Regions from separate parts of the Mus musculus genome. Here regions 2 and 3 are each linked to region 1. A link is a contact called in public ChIA-PET and HiChIP or PLAC-seq data. All regions are on one chromosome and are shown on one strand. Each heading gives the region's core, a stretch centred on a gene start, on an enhancer-like site or on the middle of the called end of the contact. The rest is flanking DNA. Distances are from core to core; before and after follow the strand shown.

What was found. ChIA-PET counts read pairs in DNA pulled down with a chosen protein or histone mark. HiChIP or PLAC-seq counts read pairs in DNA pulled down with a chosen protein or histone mark.
Region 2: a contact with region 1 is called in an HNF4G HiChIP or PLAC-seq map of pancreatic cancer cells. The contact joins the promoter of Zfp653 here to the promoter of Cdkn2d in region 1. A contact is called at or near these places in 1 of 484 Hi-C or Micro-C datasets (uterus) and 1 of 115 datasets of contacts at active chromatin or transcription factors (pancreatic cancer cells).
Region 3: a contact with region 1 is called in an RNA polymerase II ChIA-PET map of memory CD8 T cells, with 11 read pairs. The contact joins the promoter of Rab3d here to the promoter of Cdkn2d in region 1. A contact is called at or near these places in 1 of 39 promoter capture datasets (liver), 2 of 484 Hi-C or Micro-C datasets (liver and muscle stem cells) and 3 of 115 datasets of contacts at active chromatin or transcription factors (cardiomyocytes, memory CD8 T cells and stem cell-derived neural progenitor cells).

The regions. Positions count from the first base shown.
Region 1 is chr9:21,289,376-21,293,307 of GRCm38.p6, forward strand. Cdkn2d (cyclin dependent kinase inhibitor 2D) reads right to left here and starts at 1,834. Exons shown (of 2, transcript NM_009878.3): 1 at 1,434-1,834. The coding sequence starts at 1,574.
Region 2 is chr9:22,069,315-22,073,246 of GRCm38.p6, forward strand. It overlaps Zfp653 (zinc finger protein 653), which reads right to left and starts at 2,062. Exons shown (of 9, transcript NM_177318.3): 1 at 1,735-2,062. The coding sequence starts at 2,027. It overlaps Ecsit (ECSIT signalling integrator), which reads right to left. Exons shown (of 9, transcript NM_001253897.1): 8 at 3,668-3,773; 9 at 2,932-3,266. The coding sequence ends at 3,010. It overlaps Gm16845 (predicted gene, 16845), which reads left to right and starts at 1,688. Exons shown (of 3, transcript NR_040407.1): 1 at 1,688-1,850.
Region 3 is chr9:21,916,542-21,920,473 of GRCm38.p6, forward strand. Rab3d (RAB3D, member RAS oncogene family) reads right to left here and starts at 1,642. Exons shown (of 5, transcript NM_001324531.1): 1 at 1,481-1,642.

The DNA.
Region 1 (3,932 bases), core at 584-3,083:
AAGGGTCAGGTAGAATAAAGAGGTCTACCACAAATCCAGAGCACAGAGAAGGGATCCTTAGGGAATGGGGACGCCCCCAGGAAAGTCAGGACCCAAGGGATCAGACTGGGACCCCAGAGAACAGGTTCTTTGAAAATAAGGACACCCCCACACACACACCTTCTAAGCCCCACCCCCATCCTTGTCGGAGACAGGATGTCTTTCTGGATGTCCTGGAATTCTCTCTGTAGACCAGGTTGGTCTCAAATTCTCAGAGATCCACCTGCATCTGCCTCCCAAGTGCTGGGATTAAAGATTAAGTGCTGGATTAATTTGTGTCACTACTGTGTAGCCCAAAGTTCTCTTAAGAACAACAACACAACAACAAAAAGCCCTAACTATAAAAGTGACTCTCATGAAAACATTAAAAAGCCAGGCATAGTGACGCTTTCATAATCCCAGGACCTCAGAGGCTCAGGCAGGAGGACAGTCTCAAGTTCAAGGCCAGTCTGAGATGCAAAGTGAGACTTTGTCTCAGAAATAAAAAAAGAAAATGAAGAAGCAAGAGAAGTAAAGAGAATGGATGAGAAAGGGAACCGGGCCAGGCAGTGGTGGCGCACGCCTTTAATCCCAGCACTCGGGAGGCAGAGGCAGGCAGATTTCTGTGTTCAAGGCCAGCCTGGTCTACAGAGTGAGTTTCAGGACAGCCAGGGCTACACTGAAAAACCCTGTCTTGAAGAGAGAGAGAGAGAGAGAGAACCAGGAAGGCGTCTAAAGCCTCTTTGAGGCCAGAGCAGTCCCATATCATTAGGGCTGTAAAGCCCCTTCAACACTACAATCTGGGAACTACATAGAATTTTTGAGAAAGAGATGCTCTAGACAATTTGGATCCCCTTTGTCGAGAAATAACTTCCTTAGACATAGGCATGATCTTCAGAATGTATGAGTACCCATGAAAAGGTGGGACTCTCCTATAAATGCCACCCAAATTACGGGACCTTCAAGCAATAAGGAATCGTTTTTGTTACTAGGCACGCAGAAGATACAAAAGGGGAAAAAATCTACATCACCTGCCGAAATGAAGATGTCCCTGAAATAACCAGAGATCCTTCAAGAGGGCACCTCAAAAAAAAAAAAAAAAAAGGCTATCTCCCTTGGAGAAGACATGCATGCCATCTTCCAGAGATCGAATATCTTTAAGGAGCCTCAAGAAATATGAGCTGTCCTCAAGGACTGGCACGAAAAGAAGATGAACCCACAGAATAAAGGTCTGCAGGGAAACTGAATCTGTCAGGCTATTAGACAAGAGCTGAAAAGCCATCCCCTCCCCCATCGCATCCTCACCACCCACCCAACATCAGAGCAAGCAAGGACTAAACCTTAAGGGATCACCAACCCGGGTCAGGAGACTTGTAGGGATGGGGTGTGGGGGCCGGGTGCCAGCCAGGCCTCACCTGCAAGGCCGTCTTGCCAAAGCGGTTCAGGGCGTCAGGATGCACCAGCTCCCGGTGAAGAAGGCGGCGGACCTCTTGCACGTCGCCACGGGCCGCTGCGCCACTCAACCGGTCGCCGACGCAGACTTCTTCCAGAAGCATAGTGGATACCGGTGGACTGTGAAACCCACCCAGCCCCAAGCCCAGTTAAGGTCAGGGCTGGGGAACCAGCAAGAGCTGGATCAGAACTCTAGGGACTGCGGTGCCACCAGGGCCAACTCTATGATCATTTGCCGGCCTCAGAGCCTGCGCCCTCCGCCCGTACGACCCCAGCGCTCGCAGCTAGCTCCTCCCCCTGTCACCGAGAGAGGCAGCGGGGAACCCCGCCCAGCCCTTCGGCGCCCGCCCCTTGGGCCGGGTCTCCCCAGACTCACCCTCCCTCCTTTCCTTGCGCGGGCGGGGTCTGCTCTGAGCCGGCACTGTACTGGCCGCCAGAGTCAGCCGCTAGTGGGCGAGGCAAGCCCGCCCCAGGCCCCGCCCAGAGCGCCCTTGTTTTCTTACAAACTCGCAACAGAGTAGCGAGAGCCACTTTGCCCAGAGCCCGACCTCCATTAGTCCCGCCTGCTGGGAATAACAGCCAATCAGCACGCGTTGCTGGGGAGGTTTGTCTCTCCCGTAGCAGTGGCGTGGCTCCTGATTGGTCAGCGTGCAGCGACCAGTGGAGCTGCCCGCCACAGCAGGAATTTTGGTTTTTCAAAACCGGCGGGCGGGCGGGAAAGAGGAGGAGGTTTAACTGACCCCAGCGGAGAGGCTGGAGACAGGCTGGCGCGGGCCCATCTTGGATCTTTAGCGCCTCCGGGAGGAAGGGAGGCAGGACTGGAAACTCCTATAACTGGAACATTTTAGTCATTCACGGACCGCGGAAATGCTAATAAGCAAGCTCTTACTGTGAAACTCGGAGCTTAGTTCATTCATTCGACTGCTGGGTTAAAGGAACGGCTTCTGAGTGGTAAAGCGCGGTGCCTTCTAACATTTTTGTTTGGTTGGCTGGTTTTGGTTTTTTCGAGACAGGGTTTCTCTGTGTATCCCCGGCTGTCCTGGAACTCACTCTGTAGACCAGGCTGGCCTCGAACTCAAAAATCCGCCTGCCTCTGCCTCCCAAATGCTGGGATTAAAGGCCACCACCGCCCGACTTTTGTTTGTTTTTATGTTTCTGCGGCAGGGTCTCTCTGTGTAGCCTTGGCTGGCCTGAAACTTATTTGATCTGTTTGAACTCAAAATCCACCTGCCTCCTCTGCCATTCGTGCTGGGATTAAAGGAATGGGCTACCAAGATGGTCTCCTTTAATTTATTTACTTATTTATTTATTTATTTATTTATTTATTTATTTATTTATAGAACCTGAAAGATGGATCAATGCTTTTGTAGAAGATTTAGGATTCAATATCAGCAACCATGTGACAGTTTAGCCATCAGTAACTCCAGCTTCAGAGATCCAACACCCTCTTCTGACCTATACCAACATGGTGCACATATAGACAATCAAATAGCCACATATTGTAATAATTCTCTTTTAGATTTTTCTACGTTTTTCAAGATAGGGTCTTAGTATGTAATTCTGGCTGTCCTAGAACTCCCTATGTAGGCCAGACTGTTCTTCACCTGCCTGCCTTTGCCTCCCAAGTGCATAGTATTAAAGGCGTGCCCCACTACTGCCTGACTCCTTTTTATTTTTTATGTGCATTGCTGTTTTGCCTGCATGCATGTCTGTGTGAGGGTGCCGAATCTAGAACTGAGCTGCCATGTGGGTGCTGGGAATTAAACCCAGGTCCTTTGGAGGAGCAAGAAGCCAGTGCTCTTAACTGGTGAGCCATCTCATTTCTCCAGTCTGGCAATTGTCTTTTTTTTTTTTTTTTTAAAGATTTATTTATTTATTATATGCAAGTACACTGTAGCTGTCCTCAGACACTCCAGAAGAGGGCGTCAGATCTTGTTACAGATTGTGAGCCACCATGTGGTTGCCGGGATTTGAACTCCGGACCTTCGGAAGAGCAGTCAGGTGCTCTTACCCGCTGAACCATCTCACCAGCCCGGCAATTATCTTTTAAGGTTTTCTTTTTTTTCTTTTTTAAGGGTCTTATATAGCCCAGGCTGGACTCCAATTGCAATATGTAGCCAAGGATAACACCCGAGCCTCTGAATGCCACTCCCAAGTGCTACTATGGTACAGTCCATGTAGTGCTGTACATGGAGCCCAGGGCTTCATGGAGGTGACGAAATCACTCTACTAACTGATCTATAAGCTACTGCCCCTAACATTTTTTTTATTGAGACAAGGTCTTTTATAGCTTAGGCTGGCCTCAAATTTACTACATCTAGACTAATCTCAAATTCCTGATCATCCTGCCTCTATCTCCTGAGTGCTGGGATTACAGGTCTCTGCCACCACGTCTATAGACTAAAGCCTATGGGGTGGGGGTGGGGGGTGGGGGGGAATGTTGTGTCTCAGGCCTTCATTCC
Region 2 (3,932 bases), core at 812-3,311, 780 kb after region 1:
TTCTCACACATGAGACACTCCACCACTGAGTTATACCCCTTGCTCCTAGCTGGTTATTGCCCCTAAGAATCAATGTATTTTTGTTTTTTGTTTTTGTTTTGAGACCTCTGTCTCTCTGTGTAGCCCTGGCTATCCTGGAACTCAACATATAGACCCAGCTGGGCTCAAACTCAAAAAGCTCTAGTTGCATCTGCCTCCAAAATGCTGGAATTACAGGCATGTGCCACTATGCCTGGATAACTTCTTAAAAATGATTTTACTATTTCATGTGCATAAGTTTTTACTTGCATTCATGTCTCTGCACCTGCCTGATGCCCTTGGAGGTCAGAAGAGGGCATGGAATCCCTTGGAACTGGAGTTACAGATGGTTGTGAACCACAATGCTGGTGACTGGAACCAAACCCAGGCCCTCTGAAAGAGCAACAAATGCTCTTAACTACTGATCCAACCTCTTCAGGGCCTAGAATCAACTCTTAAAGAATCATTCATACAGATGAGTGCAGACAAGAGCAGAACACGCTACACCTGAACCCTTACTATGGGCCAAACCCTTTCTATGCTCTCTATTTTCATTTTGTATTTTATTTGAGATAGAGTATCGTTATGCAGCCCTGGCTGGCTGGAACTGTCTGTGCAAACCAGACAGATAATATCCAATCCAGTGTTCACACCATGCAGCTACTGGCTGGGGAAGCTGGGGCAACAGCTGGAGTCCCAGGGTGAGCTTTCCCTCCATGGCTTAGCATCCAGCTTGTCTTCCCACTGTGGACACCTGCACTGTGAGACAGCAGGAGTAACCTCTATTGGAAATGCTCCACCTTCTAGCTGTTCTTAAGGGCATGGGGTTTTTACTCTTGGGCACTTCTGCTGTCCTTGTCTCTTCCTGGAGGACACTGAGAGAGACATGCTTGAGTCTCAAACAGGAGAGGCCATCTACACTTTCAGAGCCTGCTTCTCAGTGTGGCAAGCTGCACATGACAGTTTACCAATAGGTCTGACAACTACAGCGTGGTGAACCATTCATGGTCTTAGTCTGATCCCTAGAGGGCACGTGGTAGAAGAGGACTAGCTCTGCAAAGCTGTCTTCCCACCTCCTTATGTGGGCCTACATACACCACACACGCACACATACACAAGAATAAAAGTGCCCTCACACCAAGCCTGGCACATGCCTTTAGTCCCAGCACTCAGGATGCACACAAGTAACCCTGACAAGGTTGTTGAAACAGGTGGCTGGGTTAAGGCTGCTTTCTTGTTGAGGATCCGGGTTTGGTTCCCACAACCTACATGGTGGTTCACAATGGTGGTTTCTGGGGATCCGACACCCTTTTCTGACCTCTGCAGGTAGTTCATGCACGTGGTACACATATATCCACGAAGGCAAGGCACTCATACGCAGAAAATCAGAGTGCCCAGCACCTTTGGAGGTTTACACCTGAGAGCCAGCCCCAGGCCAGGCCAGTGGAGGCGGGTCGACTCTTCAGACGGGCCAGTCGGAGCTTCCGAAGGCGGGCAGAGGGGTGGGGCACAGGCTTGCATTGGGTAGTCAATGGGTCGGAGGCGGAGCCGCGAGGAGGCGCGTGAGGGGTCTGGGTTGCCTAAGCCCGAGACCGAGGGCCGCCAGGCGGCCCGGGGGTGGGGCTTCACGCTCCGGGGGCGGGGCCGCTGCCCTTTTCGTCCCTCCCCCGGCTTCTTCTCTCCCTCCCTCCCTCTCCCGGCCCCGCGCCCCCTTACCCGTGGCGACCGCTACGCTGGCCACGCTCCAGCGAAATGAGGTAGGCGGCAAGTTTGGCGTCGCTCCAGCCGCTGCGGCGTCTCAGGTCCACCCAGGGGCCGTGCGCCTCGCCCAGGTACACGCGCCGCACGTCGTACTTCTTCCGGGACTCGAGCCGCCTCCGGGCCCGGTCCGACTCGGTGAGCCGCGGCCGGCCCCGCGCCTTTCTGCCTGCCGCGCCTTCCTCTGCCGCCGCCTCCCCGCCTGCGCCCGCCTCCGCCTCCGCCCCGGGCTCTGGAGCCCGCTCCGCCATCCCCCCCTCCCTGGTTACCGGCCTCCCCCGTTGTTAGGAGCCTCGACCGGAAGTGGCGCGCCTAGTCTGCGCCGCCGGGAGATTTCTCACAGGGTCTTCTCTGCCCGCGGCGCCAAACGGGGACAACTAGCCATAGCTGCGCATGCGCGTAGTCCGTCCGGCCCAGGCCATGGAAGTGCGTTCTGTTGACAAGTCAGTTATTTGGGAGGTAGAGGCACTGGGTACTGAAACTCAGGTAATCCTTGCCTCTCTATTGAATTCTTCGGCAATGTGATTAAAGATTTTTTCAAAAGGGCTGGAGAAATGGCTCACTGGTTAAGGGCACTCACTGCTTTTCCAGAGGACCTGCGCTCAAATTCAGCACCTACATGGCAGCTAGAACTGTCTGTAATTCCAAGATCTACCATTCTCACATAAACATATATACATGCAGAACACCAATGCACATAAAATAAAGGTAAATACATTTAAAAGATGTTTTTAAAGGCCAACAAGTCGGCTCTGCAGGTAAGGTGATGGCTGGCATACTTGACAATCTGAGTTACATTTCCGAGATTCACAGGGTCATATATCGGAACAGACTCCAGCAAATGGTCTTCTGACCTCCACACATCCCTCCCATACCATAAATATATAAATGGATTTTTTTTTTTTTTTTTGGTTTTTCGAGACAAGGTTTCTCTGTGTAGCCCTGGCTGTCCTGGAACTCACTCTGTAGACCAGGCTGGCCTCGAACTCAGAAATCTGTCTGCCTGCCTCCCGAGTGCTGGGATTAAAGGCGTGTGCCACCACGCCCATCTATAAATGGAATTTTTGAAAAGACAAGTTTAAAAAAGGGTCCCAAGGTGGTAAACCCAAAAGAGCCCATGCAGAACATACGAAGGGAAGCCACAGGGCCAGGGAAGAGGTTTTGATTTTTTTATTTTCTCCATATTATTTCATACCAGCCCAGTCTTTTCTCCTCATGCCAGCTCTATCTGACTCAACTTTGCCCCTGCTGCTGCTCTGCCTGAATGGTCTCATCATCTTCCTCAGGCCCCTTGGGAGGACTGTGGGGAGGGGACTGTCCCTCCAGCCTTGAAGTTGTCAGGAGCTCCCCCGTGGACCTGGCCAGGCGGAATACCACTGGGATCTGTGCCAGGGTTGGGTTGGTCTCCTGCAAGCCTTGGATCCACTTGATCAATGTTGCCTGATCATGGGCACCAGCCATGCACATGGCGAAGACAGGGCCTTCTGTCACTGTTAGGAGAAGAGTTTGTGTCTCACCACTGTGACGTACTCTGAGCACCTCCATGAGTTCACAGCCAGCTCCCTGTGCCACATAAATGTTCTACATTTCCCTTGGCCATGCCACCCGCTGCTCAGATACTATCAAGAGACTAAGTTTGAGCCCTAACTTGGAGGCTACCATGTGCCTCCTCCCAACTCCCCACATATAACTTGACTGTTCCCTGCTGACCTGAGGCTTGCGCGTATTCTGGTCACATCACTAGTCAGTATAGAATGCTCCTTAAAAGATAGTACAAAGGGGAGAGGGAGTAGCCAAGGAGAGGTACCCTGGGGGGCATATGACCCCTCATCCTGTGGAGCGTGGACAAATGGCCACCACACAGATGTGCTGTGTTGAGACCTGCTTTTACCTTCATCCACGTCAAACTCATAGTCGTCCCAACCACTCCTTGAATATTCCAGGTCCAGCTTCTGTGGGTAGTACAGCTCCCATTCTTCTGGGATCTCCTCTACTTTCTACCTCAGGCAAGAGAGCAGGCAGGATTAGAGGCCAGAACACAAAACCTGTCCCTCAGCTGAGCCTTCAGGACAGTGCCAGCCCCACCCCCAACACAGAATCTGTAGTTCTGGCTAATCTGGAAGTTGCTGTGTAGACCAAGCTGGCCTTAAACTCAG
Region 3 (3,932 bases), core at 392-2,891, 630 kb after region 1:
CATGGGTCTCTGAAGAGACACAGCTGTGCATAAGAAAGAAACACCACAGTGAGAGGGCTGTGGTTGCTATTTAATCTTTACACAAAGGTGAGGCTGAGGGCTGGGGAGTAGAGCACTCACCTGCGTTTTCAGCCCCAGCACCCAGCAAACCAGGTGTGATGTGCACACCTGTAATTTCAGCACTACAGAGTGGAAACAGAGTACCAGGCGTTCAAAGCCATCCTGCGTTACATTGGAAGTTCCTTACCAAACTGGGGTGGGTTATATGAGAACTTGTCTCAGAAAGAAAGGAAGGGAGGAAGGAAGGAAGGAAGGAAAAAAGAAAGAGAGAGGGACAGAGAGAGAGAAAGAGAAAAAGGAAAGAAATATGGAACCTTTATAGTGGAAGGTTCAGATCTTCTCCCTTCAGGTGCAGGACCAGGTAACAGGTGAAAACTCAGGGCCAGTTGGGGCTGGGGGGCCGTGGTGGTGAGGAAGTTGCACGGGCTGCAAGCTGGACTTTGCCCAGTGCAAGCAGCTGGTATGGCCAGGTGTGTAGGTGTGTGTGTGACTGCCAGCTAGACAGAGCCCCTTCCATCAAGGCTTGGATGTTGAATTTAGCTGGTGCTTGCCTCTGGGGTGCTGTCCTGTCCTCTCCAAATCCACTGTAACCCTTTCCCTGTCTCCCAGGGTGAGGGTAATTTCTATATATATAACATAAGGTTTAAAGGCCCAGTTAGGCTCCCAAGTGGGTATCTACCATTTTATTTGTCAAAGGGGCCGGGCCTGGCTCCCTCTTGGCCAAAGCTGACTCACCCCAGCCATGGTCCACAAAGACAGGACTGAAAGTCATCAAATCCAAGAGAATTATCCTAGCCACTTAATGACTGCAAAACCCACCACCCCATATCCTCCTGTTTATATCTTCCCACACTCCAGCATTCTGTTTTATCCAAATCTAGGGTGTTCTTCCAAGCTCTCCCCCACCCCCGCCCCCACTTTGCTTTCTCCAGCTGTCTAGCTTAGAGCTGCTCTCCGAAGCCCAAGCAAAAGTATTTCTCAATGGCCTTCGGTGTTTTCTGTTTCTCTACTCCGTGCATTTCTAAGGAGAACGCAGCCAACCCCACCCTGTGTTCCGGGAGAACGGGTTTGAGGCGTCCGTCGGGCAGGGCCTCCAGGCTGGCCCCCGCCCCACCACGGCTTCTCTTCTGGGCCATCTAGGGGTCCCCTAGCCCTCAAGGTTGGCACCCGAACAGTCACTGCACTGCGTGCACCAGCAAGTGCCTCCCCCATCACCATATGGCGCCGTCGCTCGGCCCCAAGCTGGGCTTCTCGCCCACCCCGCCACCGTTCGCAGAGCTTGCCGGGTGCGGGGAACCCAGAAGAGCCAGCAGCACTGACAGGGGGTGCGGGACCCAGGCTCGCGCGGACCCCAGTTCAACCCTGTCATAGTGCACGCGCGTATCAGCGGGTTGGCAGGTGCACTCGCTCCTGGGCTCACCTCGGGTCCCGCCTTGCACACCAGGATCCGCCCACGAAGTTGCTACGGCCCCGCACAGGGCTGCGACCCTCGCCCCACAGCTGCCGGCGCTGCCAACACTGACACCCGGATCCCGCGCCGGCTCCGCCCAGGCGGAGGGGGCGAGGCCGCAGAAGACTAGGCGAGGTGAGCGGGTGGGGCCTAGAAGGGGCGGGGCGCCTTGAGAGTTGGCGCCCGGCGGTGGGCGTGGTCTTACGGGTGTGGGCGCCGCCAACGGAGCCAGGAGATGGGCGTGGCCTGTCGGAGGCTTGGACGCCACAAAAGTCCTAGCTGAGTGGGCGAGCCTTGCAGGCGGAGGTGGGGTCTGGCAGGGGCGGGGCCACCTCAAGAGGCGTCAGAGGTGGGCAGGGAGTTGAGAGGATGGGACCTGGTAGTATGGTAGGAGAGGGGTGGTAGGGATCTGGGAGTGCAAGTCTGTGGTCCTGAGCTAGAGCCCAGAGGAGCGGGAAGAGGCATTAAGTCCCATCAGAGCCTCTCTTTCCTAACTAGAGGTAGAAAACATTTTCTATGCATTCTGTGTTAACAGGAAAACCTCAGCAGCTGAGTTCTATTCCCATCTCCCCTTTCTAGGACTGTGACTCCTGACATATTTAACCTCTCTCAACCTCAATGTTTCCCTCTGTCGAGTGGTTCATAACAAGATTAGTGTAACCATAGTTTTATTCCTTTTACTTTTGGGGGCTGGAGAGATGTCTCAGCGGTTAAAATCACTTGTTCTTGTTGAGGATATGAGTTTGAGTCTCAGGACTCACATGGTGTCTAATAACTCCAGTTCCAGGAGACCTGACCCTTCTTACTTCATCAAACTGCAAGAGCCCACGTGGTGCAGACAAAACACTCATGTAAAATAAAATTTAAAATTCTAAAAATTAAAATTTTTTTGTTTGTTTTCCAGGCTTGCCTCAAACTCCTTAAGTACCAAGAGTAAATGTGAACTGATTCCCCTGGCTCCACCTCCCAAGGTCTGGGATTGAAGGTGTACAAAGCCATGCTGCTTTACACGGTGCTAGGGATGGAGCCCAAGGCTTCTTATATAGAGAGTGGTTACTCTATCTCCCCAGTGCTGGCCTGAATCCTAGGCATAATCCCCGTTCCACGTGGGAGGAGTCTGGCTCTAAAGGGTGCTAGATTCTTCTGTTCAACATGCCTAAGGGCTCTTGGAGTTAAAACATGTTTTAGAAATAAGGAAACTGGGGCTGGAGAGATGGCTCAGCAGTTAAGAGCACTGACTGTTCTTCCAGAGGTCCTGAGTTCAAATCTCAGGAACCACATGGTGGCTCACAACCATCTGTGATGGGATCTGATGCCCTCTTCTGGTGTGCCTGAAGACAGCTACAGTGTATTCATATATATAAATAAGGAAACTGAGGATCAAAGAAAAGTAGATATTTGCCAGAGTCCACACAGCAAGATTTCGAATTCAGTTGCTACTAAGCCTGATATGAGGGTTTCAGGGACCAACAGAGTAGAAGGAGAACCAATTCCCACAAGTTGTCCTCTGATCTCCACATGCAATAAACAAAAGAATAAATAAATGTAAAAAATCAAACAGAGCCGGGTGTGGTGGCACATGCCTTTAATCCTGGCACTGGGGAGGAAGAGGCAAAGGCAGGTGGATTTCTGAGTTCGAAGCCAGCCTGGTCTACAAAGTGAGTTCCAGGACAGCCAGGGCTACACAGAGAAACCCTGTCTCAAAAAAAAAAAAAAAAAAAAAAAAAAAATCAGACTTTTAGGTATGGTAGCTAACATTTGTAATTCCAGAATTTGGGAGGTAGAGGAAGACAGAAATCAGGAGTTCAAGGTCATACTCAGGTATGTAGTAACTTCAAGTTCAGCCTGAACTCAGAAGAGACTCCATCTCCAAAGTTATCTGCATGTGTGTCTAAACAGGTGAAATGGTGTATTTCTGTCATCCTAGTACTAGGAAGCTGAGACACGAGGACTGCCATGAATTTGAGGCTAGCTGGGTCACATAGTAAGTTTTAAATCAGATTGGCTACATAGTAATAAGAGCCTGTCTCAAAAATATAGAGACTGATATAGTAGCTCCTATCTGTAATTTTAGTACATGAGAGGTGGAGGCAGGAAAATTCTCAAGTTTCAGGCCAACTTGGGCCACAGGATTCCAAGTCAGCCTGAGCTAGAGACCCTGCCTCAAAGCACATACACACAGACCATTATCACACACACCATTACCACACAGAAACTTGAACGTCACTGCTCACTCAGATGCCTAAGGGAACAAGAGCTGCCTCCAAAGATTTAACATGAATTGTGCCGGAGAGTATTAGCTAGGAAGAGCTGAGTTATTCCTAGAAACAAGCAGTCCCCAAAGACTTCAGGATATCACTCACCCAGGTTCACAGCTCGGAATGGATGCTAGGGGCTAAGGAAAGATGTTCTAGCCTGTCTT